Linked DNA regions of Triticum aestivum: region 2 is linked to region 1. Evidence: chromatin contacts called from public Hi-C data. All regions are on one chromosome and are shown on one strand. The core of a region is the stretch at or near the end of the contact, and the rest is flanking DNA. Distances in the headings are between cores, read along the strand shown.

What was found. Hi-C and Micro-C count contacts between places; a contact is called where the count stands out from the background.
Region 2: a Hi-C map of leaf shows a contact between it and region 1, with 4 times the contacts expected there. The contact joins the promoter of LOC123128562 here to the promoter of LOC123128556 in region 1. A contact is called at or near these places in 2 of 5 Hi-C or Micro-C datasets (both in leaf).

Annotation. Positions count from the first base shown.
Region 1 is chr6A:565,494,696-565,498,567 of IWGSC CS RefSeq v2.1, forward strand. It overlaps LOC123128556 (soluble inorganic pyrophosphatase 6, chloroplastic), which reads right to left and starts at 1,632. Exons shown (of 5, transcript XM_044548591.1): 1 at 1,138-1,632. The coding sequence starts at 1,526.
Region 2 is chr6A:565,726,797-565,730,668 of IWGSC CS RefSeq v2.1, forward strand. It overlaps LOC123128562 (transmembrane emp24 domain-containing protein p24delta3), which reads left to right and starts at 2,159. Exons shown (of 4, transcript XM_044548598.1): 1 at 2,159-2,466; 2 at 3,564-3,773. The coding sequence starts at 2,263.

The DNA.
Region 1 (3,872 bases), core at 382-2,881:
GCCACTTACAGTTACGAACAATGACAAGCAAAGATCATGTGTTTGTCTTCATAAACACAAAATGACAATCAACAGTGACAATAAAAAGCTTAGTTGTAGACATTCCACCACAACACTTTAGTTGGTACCACTAGAACACATATATGAACTATCAGTACAAGTGCAAGTGTTTCTCTTCATATTGTCACTTACAAATCTTTCAATCAAGGTTAAGTTGTCTGCCAGCAATTCCACAAAGGATCATCAAATTGCCAGAAAGTACACGAAATACATCTTCATATATGCCAATTTGCATAAAATTGTAACCCTTAAGGTTAGGCCAGACAACAGACATATTTACTCACCAATAATTCCATAGTCTCAGCCATAAAGGCGAAAAAGACTGTAAACATTTGACTGGAGACTACAACTACTCTCTTAATCCTACCACAAATTCGAGCCACCCATTACGGCAATTGAATTATACCAGCCAAACTCATGAGAAGGATGTAATCTCCAACTTAGTTCTCATGGCCACTAAATTTCTAAAAACCATAACCATAAACTTTGCTACTCCCTCAGACCCAAATTAATTGTCACATCTTCGGTACAACTTTAGTTCAAAGTTGTACTAGAGCTGCGACAATTAATTTGGATAGGAGGGAGTACTAAAATTGTAAAGGCGCCAATATTTTTTCACCAAATTCATATCATGGGGATGGTATCCTCCCTCTTTGTAACACACTGTTTTATCCTCTTAAGGCACTAGAACCAAAACCGAAATAAGAGTTCTGGTAGTGCAGCAGTAAGTCAACAACTGTTACTCATCTCTAATCTATTACATTCTTCGTTCCTAAGATAGGAGTAATAAGCTTGGAAATTTGGTAAACTCATGGCATTCTCTTCTTGTCGATGAAACCTCTAGCCCACTACTTCTTTCCATTTAAAAGGGCCTCACAGCCCCCAATTTCATCAGAACAGCAATCAATTTGCCTCTAGACATCTGGCCTCTAGCCCTCTACTAAACAATCCCAATCATTTCGCTCGCTAATATAGCCCCAACTTAAATTTGTGTGACACGGAAGACGCAATATTTATCAGCAATAACGTAAATTATGGCATTTGGGGTCGAAATTTCCTTGGTTTCAGAGTCCTTACGGGTAGTAACGAAGGTTGCCCTTCTTGGTGTCCTGCTTGATGGGCGTGTAGGCCTCGTCGGTGGCGACCTCCATCTTGGCGCTGCTCTCCTTGGGGATCTCCACGATGAAGTGGAACGCCCCGTCCCCGGCGCGGAGCGGCACGTCGTGCCACGGGGACACCTTGCGGTCGGCGCCGTCGACGAGGAAGACGCGGTAGTCGAGCGTCTCGGGCTGGCCCTGGTCCTTGGGCTTGAGCTCGGTGGGCCTGAGGAGCGCGGTGGTGGTGAGCCCCGGGCGCTGGAAGCGCACCGCGGTGCGGGGGCGGCAGCTGCTGCGCCGGAGGGCGACGCCCGCCAGGCGCGTGAAGCGGGTCGCCGCGGTGGCCGACGCCGTGACCGCCGTCGCCATTCGGGGTGTACCTGGGGGGTCGCCGCCGGGGTAGGTGAGGAGCGGGTGGAGGTGGCGGCGGCGGCGGTCACTGCGGACTGGAAAGTGGAGCTGCGGATGACGAGGCGATGAAACTTTTTGCGGATTTTGCGTGGTGGCTACGGGCTGTGCTAGGTGGGCCCTATCCTGACAGATCTCGAGAATATTTTCATGGGCCACGTGCAGGCCTTGTTCGTAGGGTACGCCTAGGCCCATTTGGATGCTGGGCTAAAAAATGGGCTCCCAGTGTGGTACGTGCTTCCATTCGTCGTCTTTCCTCAATTCCCCATCTGTATTGTGTTAAAAAAACTCATTGGACTAAAAAAACAATCATTCTCCGTTTGGAACACCAGAAATTAGAAATGCACAAGAATGTTGTTGTTTGGATGGCACGTAGAAAAAACAGATGAATTGTGGACACAAAGAGAAAGAAAATGAAGTAAGATCTCATGTATGGTTTTCCTCCAAAATTTATATGGAATAGGCCATTCCATAGAAAAAAAATCAAAGAAATGTAGATTAACAATTTCTTTGTTCCAAATGTTACCACAGAAATATTTTCTATGTGAATCTTATCTTCTGAAATTTCTACGCTTGTCTTTTGTACCAAGCGGGGCCTTAGAATCTGAAGGAAAATAACTCATGTTATCGTCATCTTTTCACATGTATAGATAGAAAACACTAGTGCTGTAGTGCACATAGGTGTGCATACAATCACACATTACTTACTAATGAATAGAGTTGCGAAGTTTCAAGATCGACTAAATCACCATATGCGCCTCATTGTTGATAGTATATTATGACGATCTCACTCAGAGAACAATTTAGCATTACTTGGACACATGGGACGCCAAACAATGATTGTTTCTCACCTAGCCGCCTCTCGTTTTCCTTCTCCTTCCCCCACACAAGGTGGCTAGGGGTTCTCCCTCTTCTCCAGCAAGGCCGCTAGCTATTCCCCTCTGCCTCCAACTGCCATTTAGGCGTGAGGAGACGAATCGGTTCTTCATGTGATGTGTATTTTCAGTCCATGTAGGTTTTTGTTCATGTGTCTTGGCGGCGACAACGCCGCAGAGATGTTGAGGTGGCAAAAACATCGTGAAGATGGAATAAGTCCCTATGGCCTCCTTTCCGTCTCAAAAATGTTTTTTCCAATGTTAGTGGCGGGCTTGTCAGGGTGTGGTCTCGTCCCGTGGATATGGGTAACCAGATATTTTGGGTGATGTGATGGTACCGACGATGGCGGTCAAAATGGTCAATCCCAATGTTGGATCTAGGTGAGTGTGAAGGTGGAACGAGAAAGCCTCCTCTCTTTTGTAATGCCTCATATGTCTGTTCTTTTTCCTTCCCATTGGTGGTTCCGCGACAAATCTCCAACAACTTATTCTCGGTATGCGTTGTTGACCCACATTCTTTTAGCGTGTAATTTTCCATGCCTCTCGCGGCATGTTTCTATTGCGATTCCTCTAGCACATGGTGGTGTGTGTTGTTGATAGATATTCCAGTGCGATTTTTACAACTGCTCCTTACTATAGTTTTCTGCGATGATGAGGTCAGTGACGTTTGCTAATAAAATGGAGTTGAAAGACTGTGAAGACTATGATGTATTTTCTTATTTCTTGTTTGGGTCTTTCCGTGGGTGTTTGTTCTGAAAAAAAAAGAACAATGAATGGTTATCGTATTGTGGTCTACTCATGAAAAATAGAAGGCAAATAGTGGAAATTGCTATTGGAGCTCGGTCTTTTTCTTGTGGGTATTGGAGCTCGGCCTTTATGAAGTCTTTTTTTCTGAAAGATTCAAAAGGTGAGTTTTTTGTTTTAAAATTTTCAGCAAAATACACGTGTACATATGGATGCATTCTGCATGTTTGTAAAGTTTCATGATGAAATAAATTTTGCACAAAAATCACAAAATATCTTTTTCAGCACTTGTTTGAACTTAAATAAGAGTTTTTATATATAAAACAAATAGCAGGTTATTTCTGCCTACAAGGTCATGATCGATTCTTCTTGCTGGTGGGCAAATGCCACATCATGGATGCCATGTCACGCAAAAACACCTTCTCCAATCTTCTTTGAGGTTGCAACTTAACCCGTATCGAAAGTTGAAGGTTGTGCAGTAAGCTTAAGTTCAGGGTTGAACCTCAAACCATATGGTAAATTCAGGGTTGAAAAGTGCAGCACCTTCTCTGAACTTAAAGAACAAACAGTCAAAATCAGCAAGAACAAAGCCTTTTGCAGCACGAGGATACTTCATCAGAACATGTTCTTATCAGAACAAGCGTACGGTGTAATTTTTATCAGCAAGAACAAAGCATTTTTCATGACG
Region 2 (3,872 bases), core at 909-3,408, 230 kb after region 1:
TCGTCGGAGCCGCCGGCAAGCAGGCCAAGTTAGTTCTTCATCTTCTTTGTGTCACACTCACGGTAGCACAGTACCTCCCTATCTTCCTCGTGCGTGAGTGAAGAGATATTCAGGACCTCCTTGGTCGATCGATCGATGGATCGACATGGTTTCTTGGAGAGATCGAGCGGGAGATGGATCAGAACGCCGAACTGATTCTGGCATGCATGTAGCCGGGACTGTCCGACAGATTCAAGCTGAAGCTTCTGTTCGCGTCGACGTTACGCGTGAAACTTACTTCTGGTATTAGCTTCGAGTGACGAGGTTCGCATATATGCTTCGTTCGGCACTCTGACGTCTCGAGGATTCTGTTACGTTTCCTTTTCGCGGATCAGCTCATGCGTCAGACTGCAGAGAGCTTTCGGCAAACGCTCCCATGTCAACCAACGTAAGCCGTCAGTGTCAAAATCCAATCTGATTCACATATTGAATATCTCAATATCTCTTGCAGAATAAAATATCTATTATCAGTTTTTTTAGAATCGAACTAGTCAGCTTTTTTGCTATTTCATACCGTATAATTTCTTTGTTTATGTGATCATTTTCTCCGAGGGTTTTCAATCAATGGAAAAGTACTCCCTCCGTATGAAAATATAATATGTTTTTTAACACGATATTGAGGGAGTACTATACAGTCGAAGGAAAAAAGTGTCACCAATGGGCAATGACAAGTGTTAGCCAAAGTGAGCAGCACACTTAGGCCGTGTATAGTGTTGGATGCTTATGCACCGGTGCTTGAAGAGAGAATGTTATTACATCAAAAAATAAAGTTTGTCTACAACGCAGAGTGCTTCACATATCTGTATGGTTTTATTTCGATGAAATGGAAGCGGGTCCGGGACAAAAGCCATTTTCCTCTAAAAAGAGTGCTTCGCATGGGTGCTTAATAGCGATTGATTGTAGCACCCGTGAAATCAGGATAACGGTTATCTCCCCTAAGCATTAGGAAGCTAAACTTTGCTTCTGATACCCCTTCCAAAGCACCTGCGCAAACCAGTGTCATAAAGAAACAACTTTTTTCCTTGAGCCACATGTGTTAGCACCGGTGTTGTATACGGGTTTAGTTTTTCTAGCTTACAACCTCTTTGATTCATTAAAAAAAAGATGAATGAGGTTGCGGGGATAAAAAATACTCCCTCTGTTCCGTAATATAAGAGCATTTTTTACACTAACGCTTTCATATTATGAGACAGAGGGTTTATATCTTTGTTGACTAATCACCATCCCAGTCCGGAATAGAGATACTGAAATGGAGAAAATACGAGGTGCTCCTGTCTCCTAAATGCTTCCATGCTACTAAGACATGGAACCCCTAAGACATGTGTCTATAGTCTATAATTTTTTAATACATATTTAAATACACATGGATAAATATTTTTTTAAAGAAAATTTAGTATGAATTAGGTATGTGAATAATATCTTCATGGTCAGACGGTATGTTTGTTTCCAACTAACTTCAGGGTTGTCACCCTGGCAAAAAAAAGAATGGTATATTTGGCTACAACGGCAGCAAAAAAAATGTTGCTTTGATGGCTGCACCATCCGCGTCACCAGCTTGAGTCATAAGCGATGGATGAACAACAAATTTAAAAGAAATAGCAACAAAAAAACTGGTTTTTTTTACAACAAACATGTTCAAGTGTTGTACATACATGCAAAAAAAATGTGATGAACTGACATTCATAACACTCGGAGAAACAAATGGTGCCCCAAAAAACTTAACAAATAACCTTTTCGGAGCACATATTTTTTTTTACACAGCACCACGAATGTCATTTTTTCACCTAAATGTATATGAATGCAGGACACTCAATTCTGTTTGGCAAAATGACTTTTCAGTATTTTTTTATTATTAAAATTTAATTTTTGCTTTTTAGGGGAAAATTTAATGTTTACTGAGCTTGGGAGCTAAAACTCCCTGTCCCCAGGCCCACTTACCATAGAGGCAGAGCCATCAGCCCATCACACAACCAGACTACTTCACCTGCACCTTCAGCCGCCCCTAAAAAAAACGTGCACCCTCAGCCGAAGTAAAGAATTTGCTCAAAAAAAAAACCGAAGTAAAGAATTCCAGATATGCCCCTAGCTTATCCCCCGTAGCACGGCCGCCAGGACTGAGCCTCCCACCCACGTCATCGCCCACCCCACACGACTGCAGCTCCCTCCCCCTCCCCAAAGCCCCGAGCCCGACACCGCGAGGCGGAGATTCCCAGATCGGCGGCGATGCCCGCGCCGGCGGCGCTAGCCCTCGCGGCGGCCCTGCTGCTCGCCGCCGCGTCCATCTGCGCGGAGGCCGTGTGGCTCGACATGCCGCAGACCGGGACCAAGTGCGTGTCGGAGGAGATCCAGGCCAACGTGGTGGTGCTCGCCGACTACGCCCTCATGTACGAGTCCCACCCCTCCGCCCACCCCACCATCGCCGTCAAGGTAATCCATCGCTGCCTACCCGCCTCGTGCTCCATACAGATAGATAGATTCCACTGCGCGATGGATTGCTTTCATTTATCTCGGATCGATAATCTGGACGAATCAAGTTGATCACGCGGTACTAGATTTGTGTGTCGGGGGGAGCAGCGGTATAGAGGTCCTGGTTTTGCTGCGGCCTGCGGCTGCCGCGGCACGCAGATTTACGGTTGATTGGAACCGGAGCTAGTGTGAATGATGTCGCAGTGCTCATATGGTTCAGTCTATTCAGATATGTTTTTCATTGTGCGATATGACGACAGTAGAATGAATGATGGTTCTAGAATATCTGGCTGCTATTTTTTAACAAGATTTGCTCGGCTCTTTAAGTCGATGACGCTGTGGTGCTCGGTCCGATGAGATCACTAGATTTCTCTGGTTAATTGAACCATGTTGATTCGGTGATTCCTTCTGTCTAAAGCCATGGTGGTTTCCTTCCAGGACATCACTCGCCGCAGCATATATATAAACCGGCTGATTCGGCTCACAGGATTCTGAATTTGCTTTTCTACCGACTTCTTTATTTATAAGATCTCATGGGTGTGAGGCGTAAAAAAGGTGACTAATAAGAATGCATCGTTGCAAAAGGAATGACAGAGCAAATTAAATAAAGGGCAGACTTAATGTGCAAGCTTGCAAACAAGTAGACACATTTGATGCTACTTTATATGGACGTATATGTCGAATCTTATAGCTTTAGTTATGTGAAGAGATTGTTTATTTCGTGATCAGATATATTGCATCCATGGCCCATTGTTTGTCACTATAACTGAAAACTATCTAGAAGCATGATCAGATGTTTTACCCATATTTTCTGCTGTGATTGGAAAATTTACTTTGATTTGTGCTACATGTTGAACAGTACTTAGTCCTGCAGCTGATGAATAAATGTTAGCTTCTTATCATTAAGAACTTGGCCAGCTTTTTTTTTTACTCATCAAGACAATTTGCAGTATAATAGTGGAAGAATTAGTCCTATAGTCCAACCGCGTGAGCTTAAGAATTTGCTTGATTTGCACTCTCCTTTGTTACAGTTCTGTAAATGCTTGTGCTTTCTGCAGGTTACTTCACCATATGGGTACACCTTACATGAAAGTGGAAACATTACAGTTGGTCAATTTGCATTCACAACCTCGGAAGCTGGAAACTTCCTTGCCTGCTTCTGGATAGATAGTGCAGAGAAAGGATCAGGCGTATCTGTAAATCTTGATTGGAAGACTGGAATTGCAACAAAGGATTGGGATGCTATCGCTAAGAAGGAAAAAATAGAGGTGAGGCTATGAATTGCCAAACCACCGATCAGTCAGGTCTCGCTGGGGTCCAGTTTCATGTATTGCTCATGTCTCTAATTGTGTGCAATATGAATATTT